Regions from separate parts of the Macaca mulatta genome. Here region 1 is linked to region 2. Evidence: chromatin contacts called from public Hi-C data. All regions are on one chromosome and are shown on one strand. The core of a region is the stretch at or near the end of the contact, and the rest is flanking DNA. Distances in the headings are between cores, read along the strand shown. Region 1 holds the start of LOC144335915. Region 2 overlaps SDK2 (sidekick cell adhesion molecule 2).

What was found. A called contact is a pair of places that touch in the nucleus more often than the background predicts.
Region 1: a contact with region 2 is called in a Hi-C map of fetal cortex germinal zone, with 2.7 times the contacts expected there. The contact joins the promoter of LOC144335915 here to the enhancer-like site in region 2. A contact is called at or near these places in 3 of 14 Hi-C or Micro-C datasets (cortical neurons, fetal cortex germinal zone and liver).

The regions. Positions count from the first base shown.
Region 1 is chr16:83,606,084-83,611,983 of T2T-MMU8v2.0, reverse strand. LOC144335915 reads left to right here and starts at 3,749. Exons shown (of 4, transcript XR_013407179.1): 1 at 3,749-4,339.
Region 2 is chr16:83,089,603-83,095,301 of T2T-MMU8v2.0, reverse strand. SDK2 (sidekick cell adhesion molecule 2) reads left to right here. Exons shown (of 44, transcript XM_015120233.3): 10 at 1,181-1,297; 11 at 3,292-3,459; 12 at 4,362-4,464. Among named protein-coding and RNA genes, the nearest start is that of CDC42EP4, 130 kb to the right of the region's middle. Within about 2 kb of position 3,846, at least 14 of the 40 cell types and tissues checked have an H3K27ac peak or open chromatin away from gene starts, as enhancers often do. A contact at or near this core is called in fetal cortex germinal zone, where this site is marked.

The DNA of each region.
Region 1 (5,900 bases), core at 2,500-4,999, 520 kb before region 2:
GCACCCTCCAACTAGGGGGTGACCCAGGTGTCTGGCTGGACACTTGCTGCTGGCAGAGTTGTGTCATCGTTGCCAAAGAAATCTTGATGGAAACAGCCCGATCTGCTCAGGTGGAATTACAGACTAATGGGAGAAGAGGTGATGGCGATAGGTTCACACATACTCACACATCCAGGATAGTGAAATGGTTAATCCCACACAGGAATGGAGCTCAGGGTGAATTCATTACTTACCAAAATGATGCCCACTAGAGAGGGAGATCAGAGTGGAGTGGAACGATTCCAGAAAATGCCTTAGAAGTGAGGTTTTTGGTTTTTGCTTTTTGGGTTTCCCTTCCCTCCCCTCCCCTCCCCTCCCCTCCCCTCCCCTCCCCTTCCCTTCCTTTTTTGACAACATCTCGTTCTATCATGGCTCACTGCAACCTCCACCCGAGGATCCCAATGATCCTCCCACCTCAGCCTCCCCAAGTGCTCGGATTACAGGCATGAGCCACTGTGCCCGACCAAGTAGTGAGCTGAGGCAGAACTCCCATCTTTTAAAGGCCACTCCCACCCACCACCCTCCCATCTTAACGGATGCCTTCATTGTACCCAGACCTGTGCTAAGGTGCAGGGAAAACTGCTTGCTGATTTAGTCATTTATTTATTCATGCCACAACCCAAAGTCGAAAGTCTACTTGCCAAATACACAGTGCCTACAGTGATGCAGGGAGATTTTCTTGGAACGGGGATTTTGTCAATCAAGGCTCTGAGTCAGGAAGTACATAGAATACAGGCAGACAATTAAGGATGTTGACATTCCCATTCTTCTTTTTTGGAGAATGGCCCAGTGGTTTTATCCAAGGCTGCTTTGAAGCTCCAAGTTCAACATGTAAAATGGCGGCCACTATGCATTCTTACCTACATTGAAGCTTGGGTAGCTCCTGTCTGCTCATTGAAGAAACACTTATGACAAACCTGTATGCCCTGCACTGTGCTGCATCACTTGGGGTCGGGGGGAAGATGCAGAGAAACAGTAGGTGATGTCCTTGCCACCAAGGCACCCTTGGGCTCATGATGCCTCTGCTCAGATCCCTCCTGCCTGACCTGAACACACCTGCGCCTCTCACCACTCCACTGTCCACAGTGTCTGGGTAGGTGGTAGACACTGCCTGGGCTTCAGTAGGAGATGTGTGTGTGTGTGTGCCTGTGTGAGTGTGTGAATGTGTGTAAGCAGGTCTGTTGTGAGAATGTGCATAATAGGGTGTGTGTGCCTGTGTTTGTCTCTGTGTCATGTATGTGAATGTGAGTCTGTGTGTATTGCTGAGTGGGTATGCAAATGAGTATGTCTGAGTGTGGGTGGGTCTGTGTGTTTATAGGTCTGTGTATGAGTGTGCCAGCACGTATATTGGTGTGTAAGTGGGTGTGTGGTGTGCAAATGAGTGTACCTGTGTGCATTGGTGTGTGTGTATCTGTGAGTGGTCTGTATGTGTGTTTGTGTGTCTGCGTGTGTCTCTGTATTTGCATGTATCTTGCATGAGTGTGTGAATGTGTGTGCATATATGTGTCTGAGTTTTTGTGATCTGTGTGTGTGCTGTGTGAGTCTGTGAATGAGTTTCTGTGTGTGTTGGTGTCTGTTGTGTGTGAATGAGTGTGCATGTGGTGTGATCCTCTGTCGGGGTGTCTGTGTGTGGATGAGTCTGTGTCAGTGTGTGTAGAATGTATGCCTGTGTCTCTGTGTGTATGTGTATATGTGATTCTGTGTGTCTGTGTGTGTTTATGTGATTGTGTGTGCCTCTGTGTGTGTATATGTGATTCTGTGTCTCTGTGTGTGTATATGTGATTGTGTGTGTGTATATGTGATTGTGTGTGTGTATATGTGATTGTGTGTGTCTGTGTGTATATGTGATTCTGTGTGTGTGTGTCTGTGTGAATGTCTGTGTGAATGAGTGCGTGTGCCTGTGTGAGTTTGTCTTTGTGTCATGTAAATGTGAGTGTGTATATGTGATTGTCTCTGTGTGTGTATATATGTGATTGTGTGTGTGTCTGTGTGTGTATATGTGATTCTGTGTATGTGTGATTCTGTGTGTCTCTGTGTGTGTATATGTGATTCTGTGTGTGTCTCTGTGTGTGTATATGTGATTGTGTGTGTCTGTGTGTGTATATGTGATTCTGTGTATGTGTGATTCTGTGTGTCTCTGTGTGTGTATGTGTATGTGTCTCTGTGTGTGTATGTGTATGTGTCTCTGTGTGTGTATATGTGATTCTGTGTGTCTCTGTGTATATGTGATTCTGTTTGTGTGTCTCTGTGTGTATATGTGATTCTGTGTGTGTGTCTCTGTTTGTATACGTGATTGTGTGTATATGTGATTCTGTGTGTTTGTGTGTCTCTGTGTGTGTGTATATGTGATTCTGTGTGTCTCTGTATACGTGATTGTGTGTATATGTGATTCTGTGTGTCTGTGTGTGTTTATGTGATTGTGTGTGCCTCTGTGTGTGTATATGTGATTCTGTGTCTCTGTGTGTGTATATGTGATTGTGTGTGTGTATATGTGATTGTGTGTGTGTATATGTGATTGTGTGTGTCTGTGTGTATATGTGATTCTGTGTGTGTGTGTCTGTGTGAATGTCTGTGTGAATGAGTGCGTGTGCCTGTGTGAGTTTGTCTTTGTGTCATGTAAATGTGAGTGTGTATATGTGATTGTCTCTGTGTGTGTATATATGTGATTGTGTGTGTGTCTGTGTGTGTATATGTGATTCTGTGTATGTGTGATTCTGTGTGTCTCTGTGTGTGTATATGTGATTCTGTGTGTGTCTCTGTGTGTGTATATGTGATTGTGTGTGTCTGTGTGTGTATATGTGATTCTGTGTATGTGTGATTCTGTGTGTCTCTGTGTGTGTATGTGTATGTGTCTCTGTGTGTGTATGTGTATGTGTCTCTGTGTGTGTATATGTGATTCTGTGTGTCTCTGTGTGTGTATGTGTATGTGTCTCTGTGTGTGTATATGTGATTCTGTGTGTCTCTGTGTATATGTGATTCTGTTTGTGTGTCTCTGTGTGTATATGTGATTCTGTGTGTGTGTCTCTGTTTGTATACGTGATTGTGTGTATATGTGATTCTGTGTGTTTGTGTGTGTGTCTGTGTGGGTATGTTTATGTGATTCTGTGTGTGTGTCTCTGTGTTTGTGACTGTGTGTGTTAGGGTGTGTGAATGTGAGTGTGTAGGCATGGGCGTGTGGGAATATGTGGGAATGTGTGTGTGAGGCTGTAAATGTGTGAGAATGTGTGAGGGGTGTGTGTGTGAATGTGTGTAATAGAGTGTATATGAATGTGTCTTCGTGTGACTGTGTATAAATGTGTGAGCGCGTGAGGGTGTGTGTGTGAGTACGTGTGAGTGTGGGGGTGTCTGTATTTGTGCGTGTGTGAGGGCGTGTGTGTGTAAATGTGTGCGTGAGTGTAGGGTGTGTGCATGGAGGGGGACTTCCTTGGGGAAATGCAGGCTGAGATTTGCCTGAGCCAGGACCGTCGGGCCGGGGGAGGCCGATGGACGGGAGGGTGTGAACGCCCGTGGTGGGTGACAGGAGCCTGGGTGGAGAGGGCAGCGGCAGCAGGAACCGGAATGGTGGGGAGTTGTGGAGGTCGCGGGGCGGGGAAGCGCTGACCGCGCTGCTGCTGCGGGAGAGGAGCCCCAGCGGGACGCGGGAGCCTGCCGGAGGGAGCCAGCAGGGGGCGCGGCAGCGGCGTCCGGCGTCCGGGGGCTTTGGGGGACTAGAGGGGAGGGAGGGCCGTGTCCCCGCTGCCCGCCCTGGGCGGTCCCGCGCACCCGCTAGTGTCTGAACCGGGGGCTGCATCCACGCGGGCAGAGCAAGGAGGCTGGAGGCTGGAGGCTGGAGGTCAGAGGGCGAGGAGCGCCCCGTCAGGCACATCCCCGAGGGGACGTCCTCAGGGGCCAGGGCGAGTGGGACCCTCCCAAGCGGCGGAGGGAGCGGCCTCCTGATGTAGGTGTCTTTGGGAACACGCGAGGGCGATGGCCTCGTCTTTGTCCCCGCGCAAGGGCCATAGAGCGGGCCGGACGCAGGAGCCTCCCGGCCTGGCCACGTCTTGCGGCGGTTTTGCGTTGGCGCTTGCAGATGATTCCCCCCTCCACCCCGCCCGATTCGTCCAGCGCTGTCTCCTGAAGAGCCGCTCCCGTAAGCCGCGGGGGATTTCCCGCTCGCTGCCGCCCCTCTGCCCGGCGTTTTCGCAGCAGCCCCTTCTGGGCCCCTCCAGCGCGTCTCTGGCTGATCCGGTGTCGTAATCCTGGGTTCTGGCATCGGAGCCGTTGCTATGGGGATCTCACCCACCGATTCAGCATTTTGTCGGTGGGTTCGGTGGGGGATGAATGTGAGGAACGGGGAGATGAATGGAGTGGGGGAGCAGCTCACTGCTGGAGGGCTGGGCGTAATTCTCTGATCCTCTCCTGGGGGAGAGGTTTGGAAGCTGGCGCGGAGGAAGTAGGAAAGGGGATGTGTGAGTTTCCTGGGACTGCTTTTAAAAACTACCACAAACTGGTGGCTTAAAACAACAGAAATGTATTTCTCCACAATTCGGGAGGCCAGAGTCGAAATTCAAGTTGTCAGCAGAGTTGCGTTCTAAGGATCCCTTCCAAGGCTCTCTCCCAGCTTGGAGGCTGCACAGTCCTTGGGGCTCCCAGACTCGCATCCCTCCAGTCCCTGCCTCTGTCCTTTTGTGGCTTTCTCCTCCATGTCTCTGTGTCTGTTCCTTTTCTGTCTGGTATAAGAACACCCTTCTGTGGATTTAGGGGCTACCCTGAGTTAATGATGATCTTGTCTCAAGATTTCTTTTTTTTTTTTTTTCCCTGGAGACAGGGTCTGGCTCTGTTGCCCAGGCTGGAGTGCAGTGGTGTGATCTCAGCTCACTGCAGCCTCTGCCTCCCTGGTTCAAGTGATCCTCCCACTTCAGCCTCCCAAGTAGCTGGGAGCACAGGCACACACCATCACAGCTTGTTGTTGTATTCTTTGTCGAGATGGGGTTTCACCATGTTTCCCAGGCTGGTCTTGGACTTGTAGACTCAAGTAATCCACCCGCCTTGGCCTCCCAACGTGTTGGGATTACACGCCTGAGCCATTGCACCCATCCTTCATCTCAAGATCTTTAATTACCTGTGCAAAAGCCCTTTCCCCAAATAAGGTCAATAAAGCCCCCTTTACAGATTCCAGGGATTTGGGACTTGGACACACCTTTATGGAGGTCATTGTTCAACCCTTTACAGTGGGAAACTCATACAGAAAAGTAGCTTTGCTGCCTTGGACCCAACATGCCAGCCTGTGAGCATCAGGATCAGGCTGATTCTGCTAGAAATCTGCCTCTTTGCATCAGCAGAGCAGCCCATTCCTGGCTCTGGAGGTCATGCTTTGGAGTGAGTGGTTAAACACACTTTCTCTGCAACCAGGCTGGCTGAATGAGGGCCCCAGCTCTGTTACTGACTAACTGTGAGATTTGGGGAAGCAACGGAAACCTCTGTGTGTCTCAGTTTCCCAAGCTGCAAAACGAATAATAGTTCCTTCCTATAACTTTCAAGAAGCCTTTCGCACAGTGCTCAGTGCTCAGGATTGACCGCACGGACGTTGTGTTCCTGCTAACCAGGTCCTGACTCCCAGTTCACTCCTCCTGTGAAGAGAAGCTCTTTACTCTGTCCTCCACAGAGAACCCTACAGAAAGCTTCCCACCTGCAGTTCCTTTGTGCACCAGCATGCTTCAAATGGGTGTCAGGTGGGTGGAGGCTTTGACCCCCTCAGCCCCTGAGAGCCTGAAGCTCTGGGTCTCCGCCTCCATGGTCGGCAGCTTCTCTTGTTTGCCTGGGTGCGCCATCCCAGCGCTCTCATTTCATCATTTCACAATGTTCCCAGAGAAAAACTTCCC
Region 2 (5,699 bases), core at 2,597-5,096:
TCCTGCTTGCAAATCCCTTTCTGCCCTTGGAGTCTCTGTCGGGTTGTCATAGTTGCCCTGGCCACTTCCCGGAGCTGTTTTAGCAGTCAAAGGTGATACTGTGGGCCGGGTGCAGTGGCTCACACCTGTAATCCCAGGACTTTGGGAGGTCAAGCGGGGTGGATCACTTGAGCCCAGGAGTTTGAGACCAGCCTGAGGAACACAGCGAAACCTCGTCTACCAAAAATGCAAAAAATTAGCCAGGCACGGTGGCATACACCTGTACTCTCAGCTACTTGGGATGCTGAAGTGGGAGGACCACTCAAGTCTAGGAGGCAGAGGTTGCAGTGAGCCAAGATGTCACCACTGCACTCCAGCCTGTGTGACAGAGTGAGACCCTGTCTCAAAAAAAAGCAGATGATACTGTGAGTGGCCCGTAAGCTCAAAGGTCTGTGTAAGTGCAAAGTACTGGTGGGCTCCTCAGGAAACACGGGGATGTTCAGGGGTCTCTTTGAGCTCCATAGTGTTCATCACCCAGACCCACAGAGGCCCCAGACAGGGCAGCTGTGGGGCAGAGAGCTTTTGGGTGTGCCCCAAAGGTGGCTACCAAGGGGCTGCTGTCTTGCTTCTGACTTCCAAGTACAGGTGAACTTAGCTCTGTTCCTGTGTCTGGCGAGCTCCTTCCTTGAGTGCTGGGATGAAGCAAGGGGAGCGCAGAACCAGGAGGCTGCTCCAACCCTAAACAGTGGCCACAGCCAAATGGAGGTCCTGGGGCAGGGCCACTTAGAAAGTGGCCAAGTCCCCCTCTTGACTGTGGCTGTTTTTCTTTTAAGAAGCCAGAGCCTTCCTTTCACTTTTGGCTTGTGAACCCCAATAACCTTGTCAGGGAGGATGTGAACTGCCTTCTGGGGTCTTCAGTTTCCCCCAAATGCAGGCCTGAGAATCCAAGCAGGGTAGGGACTGGTGTCACCTGGGTCCTTCCACAGGGCAGGTGACATAGGGGAGTCCTCATGGCCCCTCTGGGCTTCCTCCCAACACTGGGGCCCCATCAAGATGCCCACATCCTTCCTAGTGGAGGCCCCTGACCATGGGAGGCAGAGGATGAGGGCCTGGCCCTCGGTGGGCTTGGAGGCCCCTGGACCTCTGACTTGGGGGGCCAATCCCAGGGTGTGGCTAAAAGGCCCCAATTCTCTGTTTGCAGGCATCGCCCCTAACATCACCAGAGGCCCCCTGGACAGCACGGTGATTGACGGCATGTCAGTGGTGCTGGCATGTGAGACCTCGGGGGCTCCCCGACCAGCTATCACTTGGCAGAAAGGTAGATGGGACAGACCTTCAGAGTGTGGCTGTGTGACAGCCAGAACTAGGCTCTGGAGCCTGCCAGGATGGGTTCCCCATGTACACTTGTGAAGGTCGTACGCTGTACAGCCCAAGAGAGCATCTCTCGGCCAGGTGTGGTGGCTCATGCCTGTAAACCCAGCACCTTGGGAGGCCGAGGTGGGCAGCTCACCCTGAGGTCAGGAATTCAAGACCAGCCTGGCCCAAAGTGGTGAAACCTCATCTCTACTAAAAATACCAAAATTAGCCGGGCATGGTGGCAGGTGCCTGTAATCCCAGCTACTCAGCGGGGCTGAGATAGGAGAATCGCTTGAACCCAGGAGGCAGAGGTTGCAGTGAGCCGAGATTGTGCCATTGCACTCCAGCTTGGGAGAGAGAGCAAGACTCCATCTCAAAAAAAAAAAAAAAAAACAAAAAAGAGCATCCCTCACATCCCAGCCTTGCCAGGCTCAAGGTCCAGCTCTTCATCTTCCAAGACCTGCCAGCTTGGTGAGCTACTCACTCTGAGCCTCAGGTTCCCCATCTGTAAACTGGTGACAGTACTATATATATACCCCAGGGTAATGTGAAGACTAGACTATAGCGTACACGTGAGGGGCTCACATTGTGCCTGGGAGGCTGGGAAGCCCAGGAAACAACAGGTGCTTGATGATGAATATTATTCTGGTGGTGGCTGCTGCCAGTCTCCTACCCCGGGCAGCTCAGAGGGCTCCAGACGGCGGGGCCAGCAGAGCCCAAGCCACCTCCGTTAAGTCCATCTGCCCTGTGTACTTCCTCTTCGTCTCTGTGCATGCACACTCACCTTCACAACTCTCCCCATGCACACACACATGCACACACACATGCATACACGTACATACACATGTGCACACACACGTACAAACACAGTTGCTCCTTCACACCAGCAAGCCCCAGCTCAGAGGTGCCTCCTCCAAGGACTCACCCTGCCCCAGCCCCCAGCCCTCCCCTCCAGCCCTGCCTCCTTCACTCCCCTCCTTCTCACACACTCGATCATCGGCTTATTCACCTCGCTCATGGCCCGTCTCCCCGCAAAGTCAGGGGTGTCGGTTTTGTCCACTGCCATCTCCCAGGACCTAGAACAGAGTCTGGCACATGGTAGGCACTCAATAAACATTTATGGGGAAAATAGGGGCACAGCTAGGCACGTGCTTACACATGGAAATAAGCACACCCACCCAGCACGCTCAGTTCACTGTGCCTGCACGCAGATACAAACGGACACACGACCCCCGGCTGCACGCATGGAGATTCCCCTCCATACAGAGAGGGGCGTTTCTTTAAAATAGACATAGTCACAAAGACCTGCATTCCCAGGCTCACTCCTGCAGGTGTACTTGCACTCTCTCTTCCTGCCCCTCTTTCTCTGGCCAGGACTCTCCCAGGCTGGACCCCAGGCTCCCTCAGTCCCCCTGCAGAAGGAGGTCTGTCCTGACCAGAGCTGCTGCTGGGGGACACCGTGTCCCTCTCTACCCCACCCCCACTCCAGGCAGCTCCCGTCACTTCCCTTCACTCCCTTGAAGGTGACTCTCTCCAGAAGCATCCTGCCGCAGGACGCCCGTCGTCACCTTGTCAGAGCTGTCCCCCCTCCCAGCCCCCCTACCCAGGTGCCAGCTGCCTCTGAGGGCTGTGCTGGGCTGCTGCTCACCGTCATCAGGAAACTGTGCCCCCTTCTCTGGTGAAGGGCATGTGGTGTGGCGGGCACAGGAGCATCAGGGGACCTGGGCTCTAGGCTGCCTGCTCTGAGACCCTGTGCCCTCATGTCTGTCCCTAAGCCAGAAAGCTCTCCAGGTCTCTCAGCCCCTACCCCAGCCCCACCGCCATCTGTCCTCATTCCTTCCAGCATTTCCAGAGCCAGGGACCTGCAAGGAGACCACACTGCTCTGGAACAGCAGGAGAGGGGCAGGGTGTGCCCTCGGGGGCTATAGGCTGACCCCCACCCTGTTTTGCCCTCAGGGGAGCGCATCTTGGCCAGTGGCTCCGTGCAGCTGCCTCGATTTACGCCCCTGGAGTCGGGCAGCCTTCTCATCAGCCCCACACATATCTCCGATGCCGGGACCTACACCTGCCTGGCCACCAACTCTCGGGGGGTCGACGAGGCCTCAGCAGACCTAGTCGTTTGGGGTGAGTGTGCAGAGCCACAGGGCTTTAAACATTGGTGTGTGTGTGTGTGCATCTCTGTAGGTGCTGAGGACTCAGGACAGCTGTGGGGCACAGGCTCACACCACCAGTGTCTCCACCCCCAGTGCCTGTCCCAGTCAGGGCCCTTCTCATCAGAGGGACAGTGACAAAGTGATTCAGAGGCCAGGGACTAGAAAGCTTCTGCCAGTGATGCTATGCTTGGCCGACTTGAGAGAACACTGAGGTTATAGGAGAGTTGTCTTCATACATTTTAGGGCAGAAATTGGCAAATTTTTTCAAGAAAGGGCCAGATCATAAATATTGTAAGCTTTGTGGGCCAGACGGTCTCTGTCACAACAACTCAACTAGCTTCCGTTTTATCTAGAAAGCAGCCACAGACAATACGTCATCCAATGGGCGTGGCTGTGTTCCAGTAAGGGTGTATTTAGCCAAAAGGCCACCTGCCGGATTTGGCCCCCAGCCTGTAGTTAGCGGACCCCTGCTGTAAGAGAGCTTCTCAGGCCACTTCCAACTTCGGATCCACACCCAGGATGCCTGTGGGCCACTTGTCTGGGCTGAGCCCCGGGGTCCTAGTGTGTGAAGCACTAGACTGGAAATCAGAAATCCCTATTTTTACTCTGGCTGGACCACTGATATGCTGAAAATAGGGCCCTGATCGTCCTTAGAGTTTGATCTCTCCATCCCATACATGGTTTGTGAGGGCAGAATTTAATGAGCCCCCACTATGATGTGGCTTCCGAGAATTAAAGTACCAGGGAGCTCACTGTTCTTTTTAACCATCTGGGGACTTCCGTATGGCACCTAGTCTCCCTTCATCCACCCGGAGTCCAGCCACACGGCCCCCACACCCCTTCTCACCACGCTGTGTCTGCTGTGTCTTTCAGCTCGGACCCGCATCACCAAGCCCCCGCAGGACCAGAGTGTCATCAAGGGCACCCAGGCCTCCATGGTGTGCGGAGTGAGCCACGACCCCCGAGTGACGGTCAGGTACTGGCTCTGCTGTTGACTCCAGGCAAGAGGGGAGGGGGAGCCTCTGGCAATAGCTTGTAGCTGGGCGAGTGTCCACACCAGGGAGGTAAGAGCTGCACAGCCATGCCTTCTCCTGGGCAGTGGCATTTCCAGAGCTGAGTGCAGGGCTGAGAGGTAGGGGATATGAAATAAATACCTGGGAGCTGAGCTACCCTGAATTGAGTTAAGCCAGTTTCCAAGGCGGGAGGTAAAGAGGAAGGGGTGCAGAAAGATGAAGTAAGAGGAATGGGAGAGGGGGTGAGGGAAGGGAAAGGAAGAGGCTTGTGGGTTGGTGAGCATGGATGGCAGGGAGTTGCTGTCTCTGGCCCTGGACACCACCGCTAGTGTCCCCCAGCCTACCCCAAGTCTTTGGCCCTCTGGCCTCTGAATGGGCAGCAGAGGGGTCTGGGCAGGTGGATATGGGATCAGCTATAGGGGTGGGGCAGAAGATGACCCCTGGGGGGAACCTGCAAGAGAACAACATGAGGGAAACTGACATCCAAACCGAGGTCACCCCACCATCTGCCACGGCCAAGCCGGGACCTTGGCAAAGGACTTGACCTCCAGGTAACTCAGTCCCGCTGTGGAAGCCACTAAAAGGGCTGGGAGGAGGCAGCCAAGAAAGGTATAAAAGCTGGGACCTCTCCCAAGCACCCGAACCAAACCCTACCCCCACCCCCAAGGCTTTGGAAGCTCAAACCAGGAGGAAATCGTCCCTGCCTTCTCTTCCTTGAGCTCCAGAATGCTGAGGGAAATGCAACTGCTTCCTTAGAAATAAATATTCCTTGCGTGTTGCTTCTCTATTTTATGAGCAATATCACTGTCAAAGCAACTGGCATCGAGGCTGGAAGGGGCCGGAGCTCCTGCACTAGGAGAAATGGCCTCCTCCTCCTCATGCCGGAGGCAGCTGCGTCCTGGGGCGCCATCTGGTGGTCTCTGGGCCTATGACAGTCTGTACAGCCACACCAAAAGAGACTCCGGGAGCCCAGGTTGATACAAGGGGCTCGGGGCCTTTGGCCAACGCCGATTCTCAGAGAACATATCGGCGGCCCCAGTTTGAGAAACACCTCATTAAGTGTTGACCACTTAAGACAGTCATCACGTGACACTAGCACAAATGCAAAAATTTACGTAGATGTATTAATAGTTAGAAGATTGTTGACAGAGATTCCAGAATATGCTTATTTCTGGGTTTAATAGACTTTTCTTAAAAA